Linked DNA regions of Mus musculus: region 1 is linked to region 2. The links are chromatin contacts, called in public HiChIP or PLAC-seq maps. All regions are on one chromosome and are shown on one strand. The core of a region is the stretch at or near the end of the contact, and the rest is flanking DNA. Distances in the headings are between cores, read along the strand shown.

Region 1 (5,318 bases), core at 2,615-5,114, 290 kb before region 2:
TGAGAGGATATAGTCACCGAGGTCTGGAAAGATGTCTCGGGAGCTGGGAGTGCTCCTTGCTCGGCCAGAAGGCCCAAACTCAGTTTCCAGTATCACTTTGGAACACTCACAGCTGCTGTAACTCTAACCCCAGGGAGTCTGACGCCCTCTTTTGGCCTCCATAGCGCATGCACATAGACACATACAAATAACATTTTTTAAAAGAAATCATCACCAATTCAGAAAACACTGCACATTATTTTAATTTCAATGGAGAAATGTCTACCTTTTAAATGACAATTACATATTGGATAATATGAGGAATCTTGTAGTAACAGAGAGAGCTGACCTCATATGAAATAAATCCAAAGGTCGATGGATGTAGGAGGTGGTTCTGAGGTTTTGACCGGGAATTTGCGTGTGAATGCTGAAGGTCCTGACCCCAATTGGTTCTTGATCGATTAATAAACACTTTAGTGGCCAATGGCTGGACGAAAGAGGCAGGACTTCTAGGTTCCCATAGGAAGGCTAAGAGACACAGGAGGACGAAAGAGGATTTGCCATGCTTTGGAGGGAGAGAGAGCCACTAGTCACGTGAGATTTCTGATAGTGTCGCCATTGGCCGCTTCCCCGACTGGGCCTGGGGTAGCAGATGGGAGATTAGAAACGCAACTAAACTGAGGGCAGATTTAAAGGTGTTGAGCTAGGGCTAAAGGTAACTGAGCAGCTAAGCCGATGGAAGAATTAGAGGTGTTGAGCTGGGAGTGAAGGTAAGGATACGTTAGCCGCAGGAGGCTTAGAATTATCTGGCCATTGAGCTAAGAAACATATTAAAAATAATCTCGTGTGTGTGTGTGTGTGTGTGTGTGTGTGTATTTCATCTCCGGATCCAAGGAAAGCAGGCGGTGGTAGTGCAGTCCGCCCGGAGCTTAGCTACCCACTACAGACAGACGGAAGCGATACTGTGGCTGAAAGTTCTTGGCCACCATAAGTAGCTGCCAATACCACGCTAATGTGTGAGCCCCTCCTGCAGTGGAGCAGAAAGACCAATATGAGATGGTCAGGAGGCCCTACTGGGAAATGGGGTTGCACTACGGAAGAAACCACCGCAGTCTCACTATCTGTGCAACAGGATTTGACAAGTTAATTAATTTGTCTTTTTCTTACCTAAGTGCCTCTGCCACTCAAACCCTTCCTGAAATCTGAAGTGGCTTCTGCCTCTGGTGTTGGCAGAGAGGCAACCCAGGAACCTGTGTGACATCCAGACACATCTGCATTGGCTTCTGCTTCGGGAGACACAGGGCCAAAGGTTGGAGAGCTCTGTTACCCTGGGGCCTGAACAATGTTGCCACGGGGGTTGATGTTCTGGCTGTTGTCTGTTGAGATGCTGGTGCTGAGCGCGCAGAGTCCTTGTGTTTGTGACATGTTGAGATTTCGACAGACAGGCTTCTTGAACTTTGCGTTCTGCAACATCTGATCTTTAATTTCCCACTCTAATAAAGCCATTCTTCTGTAAAAGTTGAAAAAGAAATAAATCGCTAGAAAAGCAAAAATAAAAAAAATAAATCTATACAAGTATCAGTATTTTTATTTCTCTCTCAAATTTCCTCCATACCTGATTGAATAGTCATGTAACAAGAACTTAGAGGCTGATTTTGCTGAGAGAGAGAGAGAGAGAGAGAGAGAGAGAGAGAGAGAGAGAGAGAGAGAGAGAATAAGGGTCTGGAGGGATGGCTCAGTAGTTAAGAGTGCTGGTCGCTCGAGGAGTGGTGGTACATGCCTTTAATCCCAGCACTTGGGAGGCAGAGGCAGGCAGATTTCTGAGTTCGAGGCCACCCTGGTCTACAGAGTGAGTTCTAGGACAGCCAGGGCTATACAGAGAAACCCTGTCTCGAAAGACCAACCAACCAAACAAACAAACAAAAAGAGTGCTGTTGTTCTTCCAAGGGACCTAGGTTCAATTCCCAGCACCCACATGGCAGCTCTTGTCTGTAACTCAAGTTTTAGGGGACCCAACAGATATACATAGAAGCAAAATACCAATTAACATAAAATAAAAATAAACTATACATTTAAATCCCAGATGGTGGGTTCACATGCTGTTAATCTTAACACTTGGAGGTAGAGGCAGGCAGATCTCTGAGTTCAAGGCCTGGTCTAGAGAGTGAGTTCCAGGACAGCCAGGACAGCCATGGCTACACAGAGAAACTTAGTCTTAGAGGTGGGGGGAACCAACAAAACAAAACAAAACAAAACAAAACAAAACAAAACAAAACAAAACAAAACAAAAAGACAGGATTGCCTAGTGGTTAAGAGCTAGTACTGCTCTTGCAGGGGACTCAAGTCTGATTTTCAGAACCCATATGGCTGCCTGTAACCCCAGTTCCAGATCAGATGCCCCCTTCTGGCCTCTGTAAGCATCTGCACTCTCATGCCCATACATCTTCCCATATACATAATCAAAAGTGATCTTTTCATAAAAGAATTTCATGTAAAGCTAGTAATCCTTGCTTTTCATGGCTGAAGGCAGCAAGCTTTGAGGAGCAGAGATCTGCAGGCAGAACACCCCATGAGGGGGCTGCACCGACGCAGGGGACTGGACTACCCTTCACACTTTAAAACACCTTGGGCTGGGGGTATAGCTCAGTCAGTGGAGTGGTTGCAAGCATGGATCTGAGTTTGATCCCATTGTAATCCCAGAGCTGAGAAGTTGGAGGCAGACTTCTCAGTGGGGTTTCCTGGGCTTCATTGGCCAATCAGCTCAGCTCAGGTAATGAGAGCCTGTATTTCAAAAATCAAGGACCACAGTGCCTGAGGAACAACGGCTAAGGTTTTCTTCTTGCCTCCAGAGGTACAAAACCAACACGTACCTGAACACACACATAACACACACCACACACACACACACACATCACACATTATTACACACCATAACCATACACATACATCACACATACACACCATACCACACCACACATACACACACACATCACACACCCCTACACATATACACACACCATAGCCATACACATACTTCACACATACACAACACAACACACACACACATACCACACACAAACAGCACACCACAATACCACGCACACACACACCCCACACACATATACACACACCATAACCATACACATACATCACACATATACACCATACCACACACACCACACACACATACCACACAAACAGCACACACACACACCACGCACACATGCACACTATACACACCATACACACACATCACACATACCATCCATACACCACACACACACACTCACAAACACACACATCTTTCTCAGAGCCCACAGGGATTCAGAGACTCAGATCTAAAATAAGGGCAGAGCATACCTCAGTCTGACTGAGATTTCTTGGCCTTGCACACACCCCACTTGTTCCTTGCTCCAGTTCTTTCCCTACATGCGTCCGGGGATCAAAGACAGGCCTGAGGACATTTAGTTTCCCTGTCTTCCCAGCGTGGCTCTTCCTTTGCTGTTTCTATTATCCTTCCATTTGATTTTTGGGGAGTATGGCTGGACCTGGTTTTGGAGCCTCTCTACAGTCAGACCTAAGAGCTCCAGTGACAGTCACAGGATTGAGTGTTGCAGCTTTAAGTTCTGGACACAGGGATAATTCCTGAGGAGGAGCCTGTAGCTTTGATTTTGGAATTCCCGGGGTCCTGAGAGATGGGCTGCTCTGCTCCTCCAAATGGCAAACTTGAGGTTAACAACCTTGAATGAAGGCCACTCCACTGCTCTGTTGTGAAACTAGGCCACCTGGTCTGTGACGTGTGCCCTCGCTCTCTCCAGATGGGAGTGGAACAAGGAGAGGCACTGCGTGCCACTGCCAAGCACAATTCACAGGCTAGACCGAGGTGGACCTCAGGCCTTCCACAGACTGCTGCTGCAAAGAAAACAGGCCACACCCCTGCAGCCTCTTTACCCTCACACCTGCTGCGAGGGAGTCCTGATAAGCAAGCTGCTGTGACCTTTGGGCTATTTATTAACCATGCTTGCTGCTTCATGGTGTGGGATCTTCCCCCTCCCTCAGAAACTGAAAGAGAGAAACAAACACATTGTCTGGTAGAACTGAAGGTTCTCTCTCTCTCTCTCGCTCTCTCTCTCTCCCTCTCTCTCTCTCTCTGTCTCTGTCTTTCTCTCTGTCTCTCTGTGTGTGTGTTCTCTCTGTCATGTTGTCTGCAATATTAATATCCTTAATAAATCTCATACCCTCAAGGACAATTCAACTCTCAAATCAAACCATCTCTCCTTTCTTTCTGGAAACCTAATGCTGAGTGTTGATTCCCACAGGCAGGCATCGTTTGGGTGCCTCTGAAGGGAAGGAAGCTCAGTAGGTCAGTCTCAGGGACGAATTGAAATTCAATGCCACATTAATTTAAGAAGAGGCCGGCAAGGACATTGTGGTTTAGCTCAATCCTACCAGGTGTGTGAATGGGGGAAGCTATGTGTTTACAGTCACCACTCCTGTCTGTGGAAGCTGACAAGATCAAAGAGAAGACCTTGACCCTGAGTGACCTTGCCTGGGAGATGTATTCAAACGTGATGGACTAGACAGGCTATTAATACTGGGCAGGGTTCTAGTCATCTTCTTGTCTCTTTTGGTTTATACAGCCTTCTGAGGTAAAGGATTTCTGAAATATGGTGAAATATTTATTAAATTTTGTAAATATTCTGGCCAAAGACTCCTAAAATCCTCAGATTCTCCAAACTGGAAGGGTTTTTTGTTTGTTTGTTTTTATTATTAGTTGGTTTTTGAATGCTAATGCATGGCTGGTAGCTTCAGGGTGGGGCCTGGTCACTGGAAACACTGAGATAGGATTAGAGGGATCGTTTCCTGGGCTGAGGAGAGGGGCTGAAGGCGGATGGTTGGTTCTCAGTGGTCAATGATGCAATTACTCGTGTCTTTGCAGTGGAGCCTCCCTTAAAACACCAAAGAAGCTTGTGAGCAGGAATATGTCTGGAGGATGGTCCTCCCAGTTAGGGTTGCTCCTCCCACCACCTCATCTATATCTGTTGTAATGTCCTTTACAATAACTGGTAAACTTAAAATCATATAAAATACAAGCTCCTGATAAATATACATGTGTAGGGAAGGAGGTGTATGTGCACATGTATGCATTTTGCATGGGATGGCCAGAGGACATTGGGCATGCTCTATCAATGTCTACCTTAGCCCCGGGAGATAGAGTCTCTTACTGAAACTGGAGCTAGGTTGGCAGACAGCAAACCTCAGCAATCCTCCTGTCTCAGCCCAATTGCAGGACCAAATTTTTTTTTTCTTTGGCATGGGAACTTGAACTCAGGTTCTCA
Region 2 (5,031 bases), core at 2,392-4,891:
GTGATCTCAGATTTCAATATTAATAAAGTAAAATGCTTAACTTTTATCAATAGGAGTGTGGCCATGTCATATGTCTGCAAGAGGACAACTATAAATATAGCATGTATAATGAATTCATATACATGCTATATGAATATAGTGGCATCTGGATAGTTGCTACATTACAAAATCAAAGAATTGATAGATTTTGTTTTTGTTTTTGATTTTCTTTTTTTAAAACAAGTCTCCTAGCCGACGTGGAACTCCCTATGTAGACCAGGCTGGCTTAACTCACAGAGATCCTCCTATCTCTGCTTCCTGAGATTAATGACATGAACTACTCTGACAGGCTTGGTAGACTAATTTAAAGAGATGAAAACTCAGAAAGACTTTCAGACATAATAGGCACAAGAAAAGAAAGGAGAGGGAGTCAGTAGGAAGGGACACACAGGTATTGAGTTTGTTTAGTCTCGGCTGTTTGTACCCTCGTGTGGTATTGTATAGATTCATGTTGTGTGTTCCTCATGTGACCAGAAAGCACCATGTAAGCAGGAACTGTCACCTACATATCTCTAAGACTCCTAAATAACCTACACAGTACTTCACGTGTAGAAAAAAACGTGGGAAACGTTTGCTGTTCAAACAATTTTCTTGGGTTAGTTTTGCTTATTTTGTCACATAAAGCCACACAGCCTGAGTAGGAATTAGCTGTTCTTCATGGCTAAAGTTGTGAGGTGCTTTGTCTTTTACTTAATTATTCTTTCATTTAAATTCCTAGATCCTGAGGAAATTGTAGACTTGGTATTTCTGATGCGACCATCTTCTATGATGAAAGTCACTGGTCAGAGTGCAGTGTTGCCATGTGTTGTCTCAGGGCTTCCTGCTCCAGTTGTTAGATGGATGAAAAACGAAGAAGTGCTTGACACAGAAAGGTAAATACTGCCTGCTTAGTCTAATGCCATTTGGAGTATCAGTACATAAAAATCGACTGCTTTGTTTAAGCACATGGGGTTTTCATATGTCATCCTTGAAAGGCATTTTTATGTTGTGTCTATGGTGTTTAAAGAAAAAGCATGCTTTCCAGTCAGTAGAGGGGTTGATGTTGCTGCTGCTGCTGTTAACCTTCATTATAGCTAGCTTGCAAGGTCTGATTGCCCTAAAGTGTTGCATGAGCTGCCAGGTCTGACCAGGTTGAGTCATTTTCAGTCTTACATGCACTGTGGAAGTTTCTTCCTTTGCTTAGTTAAGTAAATAATGCCTTCCGTTTTCCCAAGTGCTGGCATTACAGGCAGTTATCACAGCTGCCTTTGTTTTGCTTTCTAAAGTCCTAAAACGCCATAAGCTATGTTCACAAGTTATATATCTTGTATAAGAGCCTTCTCTGTTACTACTCATCGTCTGCATCCCTTGTCTCTTCCTTATGAAATGGGTAATTTCCTCAGTTGTATTTTCTCAAAAAATTCCTGGAGTGGTAGTAATGGTTCAATAGTTAGGTATGCTTTGTTTTCAAAACACAGCTGCTTCAAGCATTGTAAATTTACTGGCATCCCTGTCTTCTACCTACAGTGCCCTTTCAAGTTATGATGACCCTAGAATACATCTAGATATTGTCAAATGTCCCTTGAGGAACAAAACCATTCCTGGTTGAGAATGGCTCTTTCAGAACAGTATATAAAATGCAATGCATGCCTCAGATATAAACTAGTTTTCTGATAGCCATGCTAAAGCAATATTTATGTATGCAGCACAATTACAGTAATACTTTATGTGAGGTCCCACTTAGAATGAAACGTAGTTCATCACACCACAGCACCATGAAGGTATAACTAAGGTACAGAATGATTTTTATTTAATGAATAGAAGGGAGAATTTCTGTGACTGCTGCAAGACTTCAACAAATAGTATTGAATGATATTTGAGGTACATTCCTAGGTCTTCAGAACCAAGTAGCAAAGAGAGTTTTTGCTTTTAGAGTAGAAGAATGAGAGAGTAGTAGACATACAATGTGTCAGGTTATAATAAGTACTCTGAAGAAACTCAAGATACAGTATTCCAGGGATTAGAGAGAGGCAGAACGGGGTTAATATTGTATATGGAGTATTAGACAATTGTTCTCATAGAAAGGTAGTTCTCAGGGTAGAGTCTAAGTGACCAATATAAACAAATCATGGTAGGAAAGTCACGTTTCCCCAGTTTTATTTGAAGATTTTTTTTTTTGACAGCAAATGGTTTTTAATCCAACGTGAATATATTATGGTGAATAATATTTCTATGAACTCTGTGGCTAAACCAGGAGACTTTGAAGAACAAGTACATGGTTGTTCTGCCTCTAGTTCTCTAGGCACTTAAATACTTATGAGTATGTCGAGGAAAATCTGAGAAATGCTGCTTTCTTGTGTCACTGCCTCAGAGAACGTCAAGACTTAAGGAGATTGCGATGTCAGCACTCTCCATCCTGGCCTCTCTATCTGGGGAGGCCAAATGTTCAGCAGTGTGTTTTTGGCTGAATTACTGAGTGTTACATGAGGAAACAGAAATAGGTAATAAAACAGAGAAGTCCTTCAGGTTGGATGTAGGTAGTTATCCATAATGTCTTTGTTTTTGCCAGCACCTGAGAAGTGTGGGCGGATTATGCCTAATTTATTACTTAGATTTCAGATTTCAATATTAAAGGGGAAAATGTCTAGAAATCTCAATAGTGCTGGGCTATGTAGAAAAACAAGGTATCGTAAGCATTAGGCATCCTTATTACATCTTTGAAAACAAACACACAAGATCACTATAGGGTTTTTTTTTTTAAACAAATGTCTTAGAATTGATAACATTTAAATTTGTTCGTATATGTTAATATAAAAAAGCAGATAGAATGAGGGATGTGGAAATGGTTTTGTAGAGGAACCCAAAGAATGAGTGCTAAAGCAGGAGGTGAGCAGCAACAAAGTATATGTCAGTGATTGGATAATACCTTCTCTTAGAAGACCGTAGTTCTGAGTGCAGGGACAAAGAAAGGGCTTGCTTACCATACTACAGCTCTTGGTGGTGTGATGGCTCACGCTTGGTGGTGTGATGGCTGGTGTGATGGCTGGTGTGATGGCTGGTGTGATGGCTGGTGTGATGGCTGGCTCACGCTTCCAGGACCATCAAGTACAGGAGTGGATTCTTCAGAGTTTCACTTTTCAAGACTTCATTTCTAGTTAGCACCAGCCTGGAAACAATAGTGAAATAAATAGTGGGTGGGGGAGGGGGGGGGGGCTTTTGGGATAGCATTGGAAATGTAAATGAAATAAATACCTAATTAAAAAAATAATGAAATAAATAAAAAAAAGCTTTAAGTGGCTGCTTTAATTGCATACCTGTAGATTTATATTCCTTGCTTTGTTCAGATATCTTTGTCTATTGATCTAGTTCATAATTCTCCAGATGAACTAAACTTTTTAACTTTAGAAAAATTTGAGAATATTGATTTTCAATTATTTCTGTTATAGGATTGTTGTTTTTTATGTAAATAGGCTTCTATCACCGTAGATTTATGAAAGTATTCATCATCTTTATTGTAAATGGAGTGATGGATGTTGGCTGATTTGCGCCCAGTACACACCCTGGGAGTTACTCAGTGGCATCTGTCCTTCCCTTTTCCTTCCTGTCTTTTTTTTTTTTTTTTAAATACAAACCCATCCCTATCCCCACCTCCTATTTCCTAGCCAGGTCACCATAGGAAACTTTCAGTTGGTGGCACCACCTCATGACTCGTCACCTCGTGACTCGTCGCCTCGTGACTCGTCACCTCATGACTCGTCACCTCGTGACTCGTCGCCTCGTGACTTGCTGCTTGAGTTAACATTTTGCCCTCTGTATTTTTCTTCCTGTTAGTAATCTCATCATGGCGCAGCTGTGGTGAAGTTGGTCTTAGATTGGTTGCAAACTTTAAAATACATAATTTCCATTAAGCGACCAGAATAGGGAGACAGCGATACACTGGAGGAAGTTGAATTGGTCATAAAAGTAATAACTCTTTGGGAATAGCTAGAAGTGCCAGAGATTGTGAAAATTTATTTGTACACGGTGGCATTTATGCATATAAAATAAGAGCAAAACAAACAAATTAAATTCTGATGATTTTTTTGTTAATCTTAGTCAGCTTGTAGCCATCACTATAACAGTGTTTGTGTGCTATTATGGGAAAAGCCTCATAGGAATTCTTTTCCTCATGCTGAAATGTATCGTTTTGTTTGTGTGTTTAATCCAGCTCTGGCAGGTTGGTCTTGCTAGCAGGAGGTTGCTTGGAGATCAGTGATGTCACTGAGGATGATGCTGGGACTTATTTTTGCATAGCTGATAATGGAAATAAGACAGTTGAAGCTCAGGCGGAGCTTACTGTGCAAGGTATGTAAATATTTACTGTGAAATTAAAAATGTTGTTTACTGTCCAGGTCTACTGATTAACAGTAATATGAGAAAGGCAGTACATCATAATCGTTAAAATGCAAACGTCTAGACCGTATCACTTGAATTCAAATTCTGAGTCTGCATTTCACAAATACAGCAATAGAAATTTTTCTTTTCATATATGTGTATGCAGTATGTGTGTATGCATGTTCACATGTGTTTGAGGAGCACATGTTGGGGAGTGCATGTCTAGTCCTGAGACTGATAGCAGAGTCTCTTAGTCAAATCTAGAGCTTGCTGGTGAGGTTACTCTTGCTACCCAGCTTTCTGTGGGGATTCTGTGTCTCTGCCTTCCAAGGCTGGAATTACAGATGAGCTGCCACGTGCACCTGACGTTTGTGTAGGTTCTGGGATCTAAACTCATCCTCTTCACTTCAGCAGTTAAAGCACTTTCTGAAATGAGTTTGTTAGAGAAAACTGTAGAGAAGTTTCACATAATTAAAATTTACCATCTTGCAGACCAACATGTTATTGACACAAGAATAGGAAATAAAAAAGAATGAAGTCCAACTATTAATTGCAGTACTGTGACCACAGTTGTCAGGATCAGAGCCTGACCCTAGCAGCACCAACAAGCGAGGATTAGCCACCTGTCTTCAACAGGCC

What was found. HiChIP or PLAC-seq counts read pairs in DNA pulled down with a chosen protein or histone mark.
Region 1: an HNF4G HiChIP or PLAC-seq map of pancreatic cancer cells shows a contact between it and region 2. The contact joins two enhancer-like sites. A contact is called at or near these places in 8 of 39 promoter capture datasets (Sertoli cells, cranial neural crest, embryonic stem cells and 3 more), 4 of 484 Hi-C or Micro-C datasets (bone marrow-derived macrophages, cortical neurons, embryonic fibroblasts and 1 more), 14 of 115 datasets of contacts at active chromatin or transcription factors (bone marrow-derived macrophages, craniofacial prominence, differentiating embryonic stem cells and 6 more) and 3 of 9 other capture datasets (adipose tissue, embryonic stem cells and pancreatic islet).

Annotation. Positions count from the first base shown.
Region 1 is chr9:59,270,442-59,275,759 of GRCm38.p6, reverse strand. No RefSeq gene overlaps it. Among named protein-coding and RNA genes, the nearest start is that of Gm39345, 13 kb to the right of the region's middle. Within about 2 kb of position 3,864, at least 73 of the 459 cell types and tissues checked have an H3K27ac peak or open chromatin away from gene starts, as enhancers often do. A contact at or near this core is called in pancreatic cancer cells, where this site is marked.
Region 2 is chr9:58,977,956-58,982,986 of GRCm38.p6, reverse strand. Neo1 (neogenin) reads left to right here. Exons shown (of 28, transcript NM_001042752.1): 4 at 758-911; 5 at 4,226-4,362. Among named protein-coding and RNA genes, the nearest start is that of Neo1, 56 kb to the left of the region's middle. Within about 2 kb of position 3,641, at least 40 of the 459 cell types and tissues checked have an H3K27ac peak or open chromatin away from gene starts, as enhancers often do. A contact at or near this core is called in pancreatic cancer cells, where this site is marked.